2 separate regions of the Gossypium hirsutum genome follow, and region 2 is linked to region 1. Evidence: chromatin contacts called from public Hi-C data. All regions are on one chromosome and are shown on one strand. The core of a region is the stretch at or near the end of the contact, and the rest is flanking DNA. Distances in the headings are between cores, read along the strand shown.

Region 1 (7,685 bases), core at 2,267-4,766:
TTCTATCACATTAGTCAAATTGTAGATTTTACTTTTGTCTCGACATTCCTTTGTGCTATGATTGGATGATGAAGACTTGAAACCTATACGTTTCATTTTCTATGTGGCAAATGTAACATTATTGACGTGCCTTCCAATTGACAAGCTAACAATAACAAGAAAATCTAATAAGAATATGGGAACATACTTATTGATGCATTCGGGAAGGGTACTAATTTTAAGTTTAATTTTTATGGCTTTTAGATTAACTTTACATGGTTGAAGAGACACTTTAGTGTACTCTCACTGTATCCAACTCCCTTAATATTGAATGTCCTGCAAGACTTTACATCCTCTGGCTAATTAGAGATGTGCTAATATAAGTTTGGCAACAAAGTTCATACCATGTTTCTTCCATTGTTAGTTGATTCCCCAAATAGCTGAAACATACAATTGGGGGTCAATGGTTTTGGCATGACTATGTAAGCCGGGCAGAGTGGGGAACATGGAAGTAAATGGTTACCTTATGATATCACAATTTTAAGGGTGGTCTCAACTTTCGTGAATAGCGCCTATCCCATTTGAGAATCTCAATTTCTCTCTTATTAGAAGGTAAAATTAGAAGCATATGTTTTAAAATGTATTGCATTTTGAATGTTTTATATTGATATTAAAATTTTATATTTTAATAAATGGTCCAATTATTGTGATCATACAACTTATTGGCCAAGATTGAGGTGGAGGCCAAGTTGCTTAAGCTTCCCAGCCTCTTGTACTTGCCAAACCTGGCCAAACTTTCCAAGCTATCATACCTTTCGAACTTAGCCAAATAAGAAACCACTGCCAAGAGCCTAGGAGACCTACTACATTAGTGATGCATAAAAGGTCAAGTCTCAATTGGTTTATCCTCCTCCTCATCATCACCATCACAGTCTCAGAGTCTAATTTTGTGACAATCATCGTAGTGCTCTATCATGACAAGTCCTTTTAAGATCAGTTCCCCATAGATCTTGTGGCACCATTGCCTTGGCGAATGTTATATATACTACATAATACAACTAGAATCTAGAATCTAGAATCTAGAAACTAAAAACTAAAACTACCAAAGCTTTCAAATAAAATATAATGGAGAAGAACCATCAAATTTTCAAACAAAATAGAGTCACAAAAACAAAAACCACCATTACTTTAAGAGAAAACAAACTGAACTAAAACAAGAACCATTACAGTCTTCAAAGAAAATATAGTGAATTGAAAATAAAAAATAAAAAATATATATAAAAGGATATTGTTGAAGAGACCGTGACCAATAACCAGTTTGAAGGTTGGTGTCGCTATTTGCAAGGTCAAGATTTTATTTTAGAATGTTAAGCAGCTTGGGTTTTTTCTTCTTCTTCTTAGTTGATGATGTATTTTTTAATGGGATTAATTATTTATCTTTAAATAAATGATAAATTTCCAGTTAATTCTATTTTTTAAATATCTTATATGAAAATTTAAAAAGTAAAAACTATTCTCTTAATACAATTTATTGATTTATAAGAAATGATTTTTCAATAATTTTCTAACTAAGTTAATATTTGTTTGTTAAAATATGTCATAAGTCTCTAATTTCTTTGTAAATTTAGAATTTAGTCATTGTATTTTTATTTTTAGGAATCTAGTCCAACCTTTTGAGATTTCAAAGTTCAGGTCCATTGTTAAAACTTTTAAATTTATTTTGTTAAATTTGTTGGTGTAACCTTTTGAAATAATAAAAAAATATTTTCTTAGGAGTAATGTAAACAAAAGTACAAAGATAAAGTACATGGATTAAATTCCACATTTAATAAAAAAAACTTTGTTGTAATACAATTATTTTAATTATTATTTAATAAAAATATATTTTTAATTTATATTTTATTGTTTAATATACATATAATTTCATCTTATTACCATCACTATGATTAAATTTAAACCCCACCCTAATGTTAAATTTAGGAGAGCAAACGGAGTGAACATACAAAGAAAGAAGCTAATCAAAAGAAGGCAGGAAGGTAAGTAGTATTCACTTTTTATACTTTGCTTAGATTCATAAAACTCAAAAAGGAGTAAAGAATAACACAAAAGGAAAGGCATCATTTAATCCCTCTTAAACAATCACATCCACAATCACTGTTTTGTTACTACATCTCATAAACTTAAAAATTCTATAAACAATATTTAAAAAAAAAAGATAAAAACTTGAAAAAGAAAATATAAAATGTGATAAAAATATCATAGCAGTTTTTATTTTATATTGAAAATGGGTAAATTAGTTTATTGTGTTAATCGGTTTGACTTTTACTCTTTTATTAGAAGTAAATTAACCTTCAACTTTTTAAGTAAAATTTTAAAAATTTTAAAAACTAAAAAAAATGTTAAAAATTATAATTCCAATTATTATGAAAAAAGCCTATAAAAATTTGAAAAATAAAATTTCAAAAAAGTATATGTTTTCAAATTAAAAAAAAAATCTTAAATTAAAAAATTGAAACTGAATTTTATTTTTAATTAAAATTTTCCAAAAATTATGTATTCTTAAAAAAGTTCTTTTATAATTTTTGGAAGTTTTTATTTTTTAAATTTAAAATTATTTACATTTTTAGATTAAAATTAGAAAAGACATTTAGAATTGTTTTGAATTATATGGTAGCTTCTAATTCTTCTCTTCTTTCATTATTAACAAGGTTTGAGAATAGACCTCACTGGGAGGCCCTTCTCTTGATGAATTCTTGGAACTGTTTTTATTTTTATTTTATAATTTTTAAACTATTTATCAATGTGAAATATAAAACAAAATAGCACCAAGGAATAATAAAAATAATGAGGGCCAATTTGCTTTTAAAAGACTAGAAATGAAACTGAATAAATGAGGTAAGGATTAAATTTATTAATATTTTTTTATATAAAACATCAAAAATAAATACTTATTGATATAATTTTAAGAAAATTTCTATAAAAACCAATTTACTTATTTTTAAATAAATAAGTTAAAATACAATCTAAAATATAGTTATTTAAATTTTTTTAAAACATTAATCTCATTATAATTTCTTTTATCATATTTTTTTTAATACAATGCCAATCGAGGTAAGAGCCAATCGGTTTTAATGATTTACTAAAATTAAAATTTAATTTCTTAAATTATTTATTTTATCAAATCATTACATATATTTATTAAATATTAAAAGTGGGTATATTTTTATGATAGGTAGTAAACTCCTGAAAATAAAAAACCGACAGAAGTGAATCAACTATTTCGTCTTCAATCTGAGTTTTTTGAGCATTACGTCTAACTGCTAGTCTATGCCTTAAACCTAACAGCCCTTCTCAGTTTCAACACCACCCCCCAATTTCCCTTCAAATATATTCCACATTTCGCCCTAACCATTTTTTTTTCCTCTCTTTTTTTTTTCATTGGGCTGAAGATTAAAGCTTTTCTATTGGATTTCTTCTCTCATGGCTTCCAATGGTGCTTCCACGGTAAATCCTTCTTCTTCTCCTCCTCCTCCATTTGTGGTGATTGGAATTGATTTTCCTTTTGGTATTTAATTTTGGAAAAAAGGAACAAGGAGTTAGGGATGCTACGGAAAACAGTTTGGAAAAGATCAAACGGCAACTGGCCTCTGGCTCCGGTAGGAACTTGCTCCAAGGTCCACTTCTCAAGCGATCTGAGACCGTACGATCTTCTTCTTCTCTCTCTCAATTTTATTACTGGAATTAAGCAGTATTAAAATTCATTTAGTTTTTCGATTCTATTATCAGTTATGGATTTCATAAATTTGTATTTTCTTTTAAATTCATGAATTTTCAAGCAATTTGATGATTTAGTGTATATACTGTACATTGGTTTAACAGCTGAGGAAATGGAATGAAAGGTGGGTGATATTAGACCCTACGACGGGGAAAATGGAATACAAGTAAGTGTGTTTCCATTTCTTAATTATTTTTGGTTTTCTTCGAAACACTGAAAATTAAACTAGAAATTCTGTTGTTTTGGTTTTTGTAGGACTAGGAGGAATGAGCCAAGTATTAAGGGAATCATCACGTTTGATGAAAACAGCGTCATCTCTATGTCTCCTGTTAACTTTCAGTAAGACAATTTTCTTGTTCCTTGTTTGGTTGATTGTTGCTGTCTGTTACCTGGACTTTATTTTCCCTAAAGTACACAGGCACTTGTGTTTGATATATATTTGGACATAGGCACAGAGTTATGATCCTTGAAATATATGGAAAAGAGAAATGATCATGCCAATGTTGACATATATCCATATTTGTCACCTCCGAGTTATTGCTGTGAGTCTCGATTCTTTAGCTGGGCATTGTTATTAACCTATCTTTTCTGTTTGTTTGTTTTTTCATTACAGTGGACTTCCAAAGTATGATGGCTGTTGTTTCTGTATCCAATAACTTGTTAAGAAACTGAAAAGCTTCGAGGGTCTTTTTGCTTATGTTTGTGGAAGTTTTCAGTTGCTAAACTTGTGTGCTTCTTAACTACCATTTAGATATTGGGACACCCCAGAAAAAGGACTACTTTCTTTGTGCAGAGACGCCTGGTGCTGCTAGAGCTTGGGTATCAACTTTACAGTAAGTTTTTTACAATGTGCTGCACTATATCAGTCTTTTTATTATTCTGTTTTCTGTTTCAGAAGTGATACACACACATGTATTCCCTCTCCATAAGTTTGATCGAACAAGTTTATGCTATGATGTCTTGTGGGTGATACGTGGTGGGTACTTGAACTTCAAAGCTGACGGATCAATCAAACTTATGGGGAGGGAATATTTTTTTTTTCTGAAAGCAGGGGAGGGAATATATATGTTCGTGTTTAAGGGATTGCATGTTGTGCTTCTAACTCTCTTGTAACACTTTTGCTTTCTTGATAAGAAACATTTCACATGTCCTTTTGCACTTGTCAGTTTTTGGTTGGTTGTATTTAAGAGGCCAAAATGCCTGAAATGGTAAGAGATTCATGTTCAAAGAAAAGCATAAATTCTTATTACTCTTTGGATTCTCTCCAATTGTCTAAAGTTGACTCTGGATATCTGCTTGTGGTCTGAAAAGTATCTTGCCATATGTTTTATGGACTTCTTTTGGCAACTAATTTTATATATATGGTTGATGTCATCTGTTCGGTGTTCTTCTCCCTTCCAAAAATTAGTGCGACACAATTGGTTCTAAAGGCTCACAAAGAAGCTGTCAATTCCTTAAGTGGCAACGGCTCTGCAAAATTAGGTACAGTTGCAACAGTAGTTGCAGCTGCCAATTCAACAGCCAAGGAATGTTCTAAAGAAATTGAAGCCGCAATGCAGGTATCCTTGAGAAATGTTTTAGGATTGGTGACAAATAGACCCACTGATGGCCCAATGGATGATTTTACAATTATGAAGGTATGCTATGAGCAGTTTATCTGTTCAACCTATTGTGCTTGTATGCTGTGCTTTTAAGTTATTTGAACATACAAGTGGATGTCGAGGTGATTCCTCTAGCTGTTGGGTCCTAGGTTCGTCCTTGTGTAGTTTCTGGTTAGGCAAATGCTTTGATATTCAGATATGTGAATGTGCACATTTATGCTAAATGTTTGCAAGAGTAACTCTAGCTAGCACTTAGATAATGTGCATGTCTTGTTATATTAATCTAGATTCCGAAGCATGATTATGAGGGCTAGTTGAAATGGGCCAAATTGGATGCTGATGTATATTCTGACTATAATGGTGCCTAAGAATACCTTTATGCCAATCTGGGCTGTTAAACCTGGTGGATGTTCCCGTCTTGACAGCTATAAGTGTATAATTTGTGTTGTTTGGGTCTCTCAATCTGCTTTCTCACTTGACTTCTTGTCTCTATATTGTGGCTAGTGCTTAGTCAATTAAGGACATTTCATTCTCCCAAGATTTTGTTTTCTGAGTCGTAGCTAATTCTTGTAGGAGACACTACGAGTCAAGGATGAGGAACTGCAGAATTTGGCTCGTGATCTTCGTGCTCGTGATTCAACAATAAGAGAAATAGCAGATAAACTTTCTGAGACTGCTGAAGCTGCTGAATCTGCAGCATCTGCAGCTCATGCAATGGATGAACATAGGAGGATTGCTTGTGAAGAAATTGAGCGCTTAACAAAAGATTCAGAAAAACAAAGGGAAGCATCCATGTTAAAGGTATAGCTAAAACTGGAATTGTGCAACTCTAATCTTATTGCTCACGTGGTGTGGCTAGAGTTTTGAATTTAAAAGAATTCTCATCCAAGAATCATAAGTCTGTCATGTTGATTTTAACTTTTGAGAAGTTACTTTTAATTGTCTTGACCAAGTTGTTATTTAGGTAGCCATGATTTCTATGTCCAAATATAAGCATCATAATTGTGTTTATTTGGAGTTTTTCCTTGGTGTTTATAGCTGAGGGAGTCCGAAGAAAGGCTTGGGTTCCTAAGTGAAGAAAGGGATCAATTGATCAAGCAGAGAGACTCTGCCATGCAGGAGGCACATATGTGGCGTAATGAGCTTGCAAAGGCTCGAGAGCGTGTTGTAATATTAGAAGCAGCAGTTCTGAGAGCAGAGGAGAAGGTCAGAGTTGCAGAAACAGATGCTGAAGCAAGAATAAAAGAAGCAGAGCAGAAAGAGGCAGCCGCTGTGAAGGAAAAGCAAGACCTTCTTGCATATGTGAATGCGTTACAAGCACATCTCCAAAGGTTTGACTTATTATATTTTTAAGCATTATCATAATCATCCTGCTTTTACCCTTTCTGGAAACCTTGGAACCATGGTTCATACATTCATGCACTTGATACACCAACACAAATTGTAGAAATAATTGACAAGACAAGCTAATTTTGTGATATACTAACGGAATCTTGCTTCTGGGGAATGCAGATCCCTCTATACATCTCACATAATCAAAATAGTGTATTTCATGGCCATCTTTAATTTGCTCTAGGGGGATATTTGGATAGAAATTTACCTCTGCGGCTGAATAGAAATGTGTTTGCTTTCATCCAACTTCCTTCTCCTCACTTCTTTGATCTAGAAATGCAAAATCAAAGACAAAATCATTGGTCATTAAGAGAAAAGAACTGTGTCCGTGATTATTATTTTACTATGGTAATGCAAACAACACTTTCATTTTCCTCCCCCTTTTGGTTGATTAATCCATTCTCTATGTACTTTAAGCATCTGTAAATTACTTAAAATCCAGGTTAATTAAATCATTTAGTCAGATATGTTCCTTTTTTAGTTGATTTATTGACATGGTTTGTTACTGCTACTTTTATACTGGAACAATAAAGCTTGGTTCAGAATTATCGAGTTGCTTGTCATAGAACTGAAGCTAGCATAAATATCCTTAGTTGCAGTGCAACGGAAGTTGATCTTGTCTTCTATTTTTGTTTGCAGACAACAGAGTGACACGAAGCAAATTTTCGAGGAAAAGATGGAGTCGTCAAATACTAGCAACAGTCCACCTGATACAAAGGACGTTGAGTTGTCAGAGAATGTAGACAAAGCTTGTCTTAGTGTTTCGATAACAGCACCGGTACCTGAGGAGAGCGTAGTCCACATGGCAGCGGGTGAAGTTAACATCCAACCAGTTGGTGAAGGTGAATGGAGTGATATTCAGGCAACAGATGCAAGAATAGCTGATGTAAGAGAGATAGCCCTGAGGCAGAGGGAAGCAGCCATGATATTTCTGTTGT
Region 2 (7,685 bases), core at 2,025-4,524, 81 kb before region 1:
TCTCTTAAATCCTTCAAATGCTAGGATCCACACTAATGCAGATATTTAAAGAAAATAAAAAATTGGAAGAAAATAAAAAAGATAAATATCAAAATTATACATTAATTTTAATTTAATATGTAACTACATACAGAAATTTTAACTCGTACAATTTTATACATTAATTAAATTTGATACAGTTATTAGTATTGCATCATTTTATATTTGTATATTGCACACAAAAATATTTGTATTTATTCCATTTAAAAATAAATTGATGTATTTCTTTGTTTAAATGTACTTGATTAAATCAAAATTAAAATTTTATGTACATATTTAAATTACAATCAAAATTTTATATAAGTTCATCAAATTAAAATTCATATATTAAATTGCACATTGAATCAAAGTTTAATGTATAATTGTGATATTTATCCCAAAATAAAATGTAACCGCACCATGCATTGCAGATGCATCATACAGATCATTCACCAACTAGAAATTAGCAAATTCACCATGTTCATTAAATTAAAAAGTAAAGTCATCAAAACACAATCTTCGAAACATAAAAGAACTATAAAAGTAAACATAGAGTGTTCAAAATTTGATAACCCCTCTCAATCTAACAAGTGAAGTAATCAAACTATTAGGCATTAGACCTACCACCACCAGCCATGAAAAATAACTACATAAACAAGTTGGGTTTGGTTGCCTTGTATGTCGTCTTGAGCTTCCTAGTTGGTGGCCTGACCTTCTTGAATACCAGTGGGAATTTGATTTTGGAGTTGTGGAACTGCTTGGTGCTGTCCCTCTTGCAAAGTTTTGCTGGGATGGTAGCTGTCTTGATGATTTGAATACAAGGAAACCTCACCCTATGACGAGACGCCATCTCGGTGTACATCTGTTCTACAGCACCATTGAGGGTTGTGTCTCGGTATTCCTTGTACATATTGTGATAACCAGTTCGACTTTGATATCGCAGCCAAATGCCATAGTTCTTGATCTTGGTAGGGCTTTTCTCAAAGATCTGCAATCAAAAACATTTATTGCGAGAAAAATATTGGTTTCATGGTAATTTAGGAACAATGCATCATTCTCTTTAAAATAACAAAGGAACACAAGTGAGCCAGCATCAAAGCACAAATGCATTGCTACAAGGTTTGACACTAATGTAAGGTATAAAGCACAGGTAAATATGTAAGCATGTTGTCTACTCTACTCAACTGCCCTGTTATCCGGACTCGGCAGTAAGGGGTGTTGTACCAGTGTCGACACGATCCAACATGGATTCCAACACTGGAAACAGATCAGATCCAGCAAAAATCAACGGACACAATGCAGGGAGAACTGAGGAAAAAAAAACAGGAAGAAAGGAAAAGAAAGGTGTATACACAGCATAGGCGATGAGGCTATGACGTCGACCATCGACGACTTCTGACAAAGAAATTGCCGGTGGAGGAAAAGGAAAAAAAAATCTGCTAATTAAAGCCCCAACAGCAGGCGGCATAGAGAAGAAGTGTAATGTTGTGACTTTTCACTTTTAGTTTCTAGGGGTTTTTTATAAAATTTTTAACGCTGGTCCAGACTCCAGACCAGCCCATTATTTTATAATTCACAATGGGCCAAAAGTTAAAGCTTAAAAAAAACACCTTTCAAAAGAAGAGCAAAGGCTGGAAATAAATTAGGTTATGAGAGGCAGAAAAAAAAATTATATTTTTTAAATGGGAGACTCCGTGTCCAACTGTTGGATAGCGTCCCCGAGTCCCCTGTCTGAGATTTCAAGAATTACCATGTCCGAAACTTGGATCCTTACCCGTGTCCCTAGTCTCATTCACATAGCTCAACTGTCCCAACTCCGAAACATCCAAACTCCCAATACAAAAGAGTTTAAGAAAGTATTTTCTTTTCTCACAATCTAAGGTTTTATCTTCACTCACAGTGGTACTTCATTCTGGTGCATCAAATGACCAGATATACCAGGCTCAGAAGAATAACTAAATACCATCCAGATTAGATCTAAGGCTAATCATTTAGCATGATGCTTCTTTTAAATCCAATCAAACCGATTGATCAAAACATGTTTCTAGATGAAGACCATTTCAAGCTCAGTATGAGAAGATCATTTTTCAAAAAAAAAATAGAACATTTCTTATCCAATATGCAACACTTAAACACACAAAAATTAACTCGGGTGGCTTAAAATGTCTAATTCCATATACATGGAAATGGTGAAACATCATTCCCTCTTGAGAAACGAGATCTGGCTAAACTAAACAGTAAGGATAGAACATAAGCCTACCATGTTTAGCAGTGACAACTCTACATCTAGTATATGGTAAACAAAGCAATCAAATTAAGAAAGATATTAATGCTTAAAAGACTTTCTCTTCTAAAATAAACAATGAACACAAAACCAATGTGTTTTATTTACAACACCTTTTCTCTTAAAATATAGGCATAAGAGAACCTCCAAGTTAAAATTATGTGATTAGGCCAACTTTTTTTGTTTTTCCCCCTCTTTTCTTAAACACCTTATATGTCACTCATAATGCAGTAACTCCCAATTATGAATGAACAGAGTAACTGTAATCTTTCATCATAAATCGACACAACTAAATAGTAGAAGTTAATGAACAATATAATATAAGGTTCCTATATGATAAAATGCAATGCTATTAGCTTGCTTAAGCCATACACTAATGGGGGGTTCAAAATTGAAGAACAAGTAAGGTTGAATACCTCATTGATAGCCAAAACTTGTCCATTGCTTTTCTTCACCTTCTTCAGCTTCCTCAAAAAATACCTAAACATGGAAAACAAAACACATCCAGAAAACCAAAATTAAAAATCCCAATCCCCTATCTCATCAAGGAAATCAAAACAAACGAAATCAGGAATTATCAGCAAATTGCAAATTTACAGACCAAAACTTGGATTTGGCACGGACTTCGTTAGTGGCCCAAAGCTTCATACGGTAAATCTTGGGATGCTCATCTGCTTCTGTAGGAAGGCCTCTGCCCACCACTTGGTATTGATGAAACTGTTTTTTTTTTTTTCAAAGAAAAATCAAAACCCAAAATCCCATCACCATTGTCTCAACAACAAAAAAATGGAAAAAGAAAAGAAAATAGAAATCTGAACTTACCCTAAAAGCAACCATTTTGGGATACAGAAGAAGAGAAGCAGCGGCTCACTAGTTTGGTTTGGTTTCCTTTCTCCCTTTGCTTCTCTCTCTGAAAAAAAAACCCTAATAAAACTTTCATTTTAAGTTGTTGGGGCTTAACTGGGCCTTAGTACCTCAGATCCACCCAAATTCTAACTTTTTATAGAAAGCCCATCTTCCAATATTTTTCCTGTGCTCCGGATCGGCTCCCGCCTTCTTTAAAATACTGAACCAATGGTTATTACCGAACCATACTAAATTGGTATAGATTTCAAGTTTTCGTATTGTTTTTGGACTTTATTTAAATAAGATTATCTTTATTTTATGTTTCTTAAACACTATTTAACAATTTTTTTAATTATACATAAAATCTTAATTAATATATTTATCTGAAAAATAAATTGTAAAATTTATAATTATAAATGTTTGTTAAAAATCTAATTAAACCTTGATTTAATTATTCTCAATCTTCATTGAACATAATCAAATATTAAATCATTTATATTTTAGAACTCTCAACGCGTAATGATAGCAAAAAAGCACTCAACTTGGAAATGTTAATAACGATGACCAAAATTTTAAAAGTTTTAACAATAATAATAATTGAAAAAAGAATACAGTACACATAATAAGTATAAATGAGATAAACACTTGAATTCTTATAAGTTTTAATAAAAATAATAAATAAACAATGAAGTTGTGAGAGATTGACCCTCAAATTAGATTTAGGGTTTATTTTTTTATTTAATTATAGGATATGTGAAAGCATAATAAAAGTTATATTTAATGTATTTTTTTTTAGGTTCTAAATGGGTTGTTTATTGGGCTTATGTGTTCAAAAAATATTGGCTCTTTTTTTTAAAATTTTTAAAATTTTTTCTTTTGGACTTTTCAGTGTCCAATAAAATAAACTGAAACAGAATCAAATTGATGTGGTTCAATGGCATTATCTAACCGAAACCGAACTATAAAAAAATTTGAATTGTCAATTCAACTCGATTTGGTTGATTTTTTGCTCAACCCTCCTAGGTAGTGGAAAATTTTAACTTGAGATTTTGTAATGTGTCATTAAGTTGTATTTTAAAAAAATTTAAAAAAATATGTGACAAAATCTCAACCTCGCTTGTGGAATAAGAATTTTTCATTGCCTGTATACCACATAGTTACCCTTATTTTTATATAAAATAATAACGATAATTTTATTTGAAAAATGTTACTATTACAAATATAATACGATGTATAAATAAATATTTGAACAATTAGTATGTAAAATCAAATTAGTACAAAGTCAACAGACGAGAAATTGAGAAGAAATGTACAAAATTTATCCATGGCATATGGACGTGTTTGGTGCAATTATAAAAACAAATATATTGTATTAATTTTAAAAATACATATTACATTAAAGTTCATACTAATTTACCAATAAGTGTTGTGTACAATGATAAGACATATTGTTATCTTAGTGAGAGGACTCGAGTTCAAACACTAAAGATAACATTGTTGGAAAACCAATCACAAATCCCCAAAAGATTAGTTTTCATAAACCATAAAACAAACATGAATGATACTTTGATCAAATCCAAAAAAAAAAATCAAACTAACTAAAATTTAGTTCATGTTTTGGCTTAAATACTTGTTTGGTATTTGAACTTGACACTAATTTTAACTTGATACTTATTGTTTTTTTTTCTTTTATTCCAACTTAGTATTTGAATTTTTTTAGCCAATGATTATAATGTGATAACAAAAAATGACGTGATAGTTTAAGATTATTACATGTGACAAGGTCACATCATTTACCTTGAAAAAATAAAAAACTTAAAAATTATTAATTTATAAATAATTGTAATAATTGTAATAGACCCAATTTGTCCGGGCCCAAAAGCATAAATAAATAAGCCAAATCAAAAATTAAAAGTCCAAATGTCCAGATTACAAACCAAAATAAACACAGCCCAGTAAACTAAACCCTATTAGCTTAAGCCCAATACCCCTAGCCCAACCATAATGCAGCCCAAAATAAAAAATCAAAAACAGAAAACCCTAGGCATGCGGTTCTAGCACGAGCGCCGTAACAGCAACCTCCAACGTCGTTCTCCCCAGCCACGCGCACCTCCGTACGACCACATCCGTACCGCCATGTCTGTCTCTGCACACTGTACCTGCAGGAAGGACAAGCAAACAAAAAAGAAGCAGAAATCGACAGCAAAAAAAGAAAAATAACAAAAAGAGCAAAATACATTTTTTCTTTTGTAATTTTCATTTTAGTTTCGGCTATATAAAGCCATCATTTTAACGTTTGTAAGGGTTACACACACACACAAAAATCAATACAAAAAAATACAACAACAGAAAATCAAAGAGTTTTGAAGGTGATCTTTTCTTTTCTTTCTTATTCAATTTTTCATTACCGTTTTCTTTTTTTTTAATCGTGTATAAAAAAAGGGTAAAAAGGAAGTCTTACCTGGTAACGCCTTCGGATCCGCGTGAGGAGGAGCTAAAAAGCCCCTAGGGGTGCAGCTCCGACCACCGTTGACGGTGTAATCGCAGTGAGAATCGACGGAGTCCCTGACGGCGCTGAAGGCTAGGGTCGAAACCCTAGCAGAGGAAACAAGAAGAATTTTTTTTAAAAAAAAAAAAACAAGGCTGCTAATGTTTTTCTTAGAAAATTTTGTTTAAATAATAATACCATACGACGCCGTTCTGGGCTAGGGTTCCTAGCATCCAAACGACGCCGTTTAGGCAACAACCCGAGGACCCGACCTAGATGCGGCTAGATCCACGCGTCCTGGCATGGAAAGGGATATTTGCGCGATCGATCCATATATTTTTGATGTTTTTTAAATCGTTTTTATTCTTTTCAATTGAGCGCCATATTTTGCTTTTGTTTCATTTTGGTCCAATGTTGCGTCCTGTTTCATTTAATTATTTAATATTCCATTATTTTTAATCTAATGTTATTTTACAATTAAATTTTTATCTAATATTGTTTCATGTTTTATATATATTAATGTTTTAAGTTTTTTAAATTTTAGGTATTATTACTTTGTTTAAAAATTCTATAATATATCATTATTAATAGTATAAATTTATCACATATCTTTTTTTTTAATTTATCATGTATCCTTATTTTGAAACTCAATATATATTGGTATTATTTAAATTTATCACTTTTTATATATTTTAGGTTTTGTATATTTTTTGATGTTTCTATTTCGGAAGATAGTTTCGAAATTCACTTTATTTATATTTATTTGATTTAAAGATTCATGCAAAAAAAAAAAGCTTTTATACAATATTATTATTATTTTATATATACATATATAATTTATATTAAATTATCTTAATCCTATTTATATCATTGATTTTATATTACTCTAGTTATTTACCTTTAAATTCCCTTTAAATATACTTATATTTTTTTAATCCTACTTTATTATATATTTTATTTGTTTCAACTTATTATTATTATATATATGTACTATTTATATCAAGTTGTTCGCTCTATAGTTATTACTTATTTAAGTTAATATGTGTACTAGTATGATTATAAATTTTGATTTTCTTCTAAAAATGTATTTAAAAATATTACTTATATAGTGTCTGTTTTATTAACTTTATTTTGAATCTGTTATGAATTCATACGAATTTATTTTAAAATTTTGTGCTTGTAATTTGTTGATTATCATTCCTTCTCTTGTCTTTTAATATGTATTTTAGGGTTGATTGTTAATGTTTATGACTTTTGAATGTTGATATTTGTGTTTGCATGATGTGTGTTGGATAATATGGCCCACATATGTATTATATTATTTATTTGTATTTATTGGTTATTGATGATTATTAGTACATACTTTAGCTTATTGCTTCGTATTGAACTTTATTATTCCATCGCACTCCATTCGTTCAAAAGATTGTGTTTGATATGGCTTAAGTTTAGAAATCAAATTTTCAAAATAATATAATACTCGAAATTTGGAATCCTCGAGAGAATGGAGCCCTAATGTATTGGGTTCGACTTTTCCTCGTTGAATCTAAATAATCGAAAATTTTCTTCAATCAAAACACATAAACCAAAAACTCATTCTCAGGAATTCGATACGTTGTGTCCTAATGTATTGGATGTGGCATGTCGTTTTCTCAAAATGAAGATTTTAAAAAAATAATAATAAGGGCAATATTCAATGCTCGGAATTTTGAGAAATTGTGCCCTAACATATTGAGTTTCAATTTTTCATCTGACTTAAAGCAATTGAATATCCTTTTTAAACTTCACCACACAAGTTTTGAAAATCAAAAGACAAACTTATTCTCGAGGACTAAAAATGTCGTGCCCTAATGTATTGGGTGTGTCATTTTATTACTCTGAGACAAGGAGGTCTTTGGTATCGCATCGATTTATCCACACATCTTGTATAAAATTAACATTAATAAAAAGGGAAGGATCGTATTTTAAAATCTTTTCAAATGCTCGACACTAAGACATTAAGCAATCAACTTGGTACCAATTTTGGGCATCACGAGGGTGCTAACCCTTCCT

Evidence for each region. A called contact is a pair of places that touch in the nucleus more often than the background predicts.
Region 2: a contact with region 1 is called in a Hi-C map of leaf, with 1.8 times the contacts expected there. The contact joins the promoter of LOC107954849 here to the enhancer-like site in region 1. A contact is called at or near these places in 13 of 34 Hi-C or Micro-C datasets (callus, cotyledon, leaf and 1 more).

The regions. Positions count from the first base shown.
Region 1 is chrD07:49,227,247-49,234,931 of Gossypium_hirsutum_v2.1, reverse strand. It overlaps the pseudogene LOC121219515. Among protein-coding and RNA genes, the nearest start is that of LOC121219514, 7.5 kb to the right of the region's middle. Within about 2 kb of position 3,516, at least 6 of the 9 cell types and tissues checked have an H3K27ac peak or open chromatin away from gene starts, as enhancers often do. A contact at or near this core is called in cotyledon, where this site is marked.
Region 2 is chrD07:49,307,702-49,315,386 of Gossypium_hirsutum_v2.1, reverse strand. It overlaps LOC107954849 (60S ribosomal protein L18a), which reads right to left and starts at 3,274. Exons shown (of 4, transcript XM_016890537.2): 1 at 3,125-3,274; 2 at 2,904-3,019; 3 at 2,719-2,782; 4 at 482-1,006. The coding sequence starts at 3,139. The coding sequence ends at 665. LOC121219516 (a long non-coding RNA gene) reads right to left here and starts at 5,867. Exons shown (of 2, transcript XR_005916318.1): 1 at 5,610-5,867; 2 at 5,037-5,307.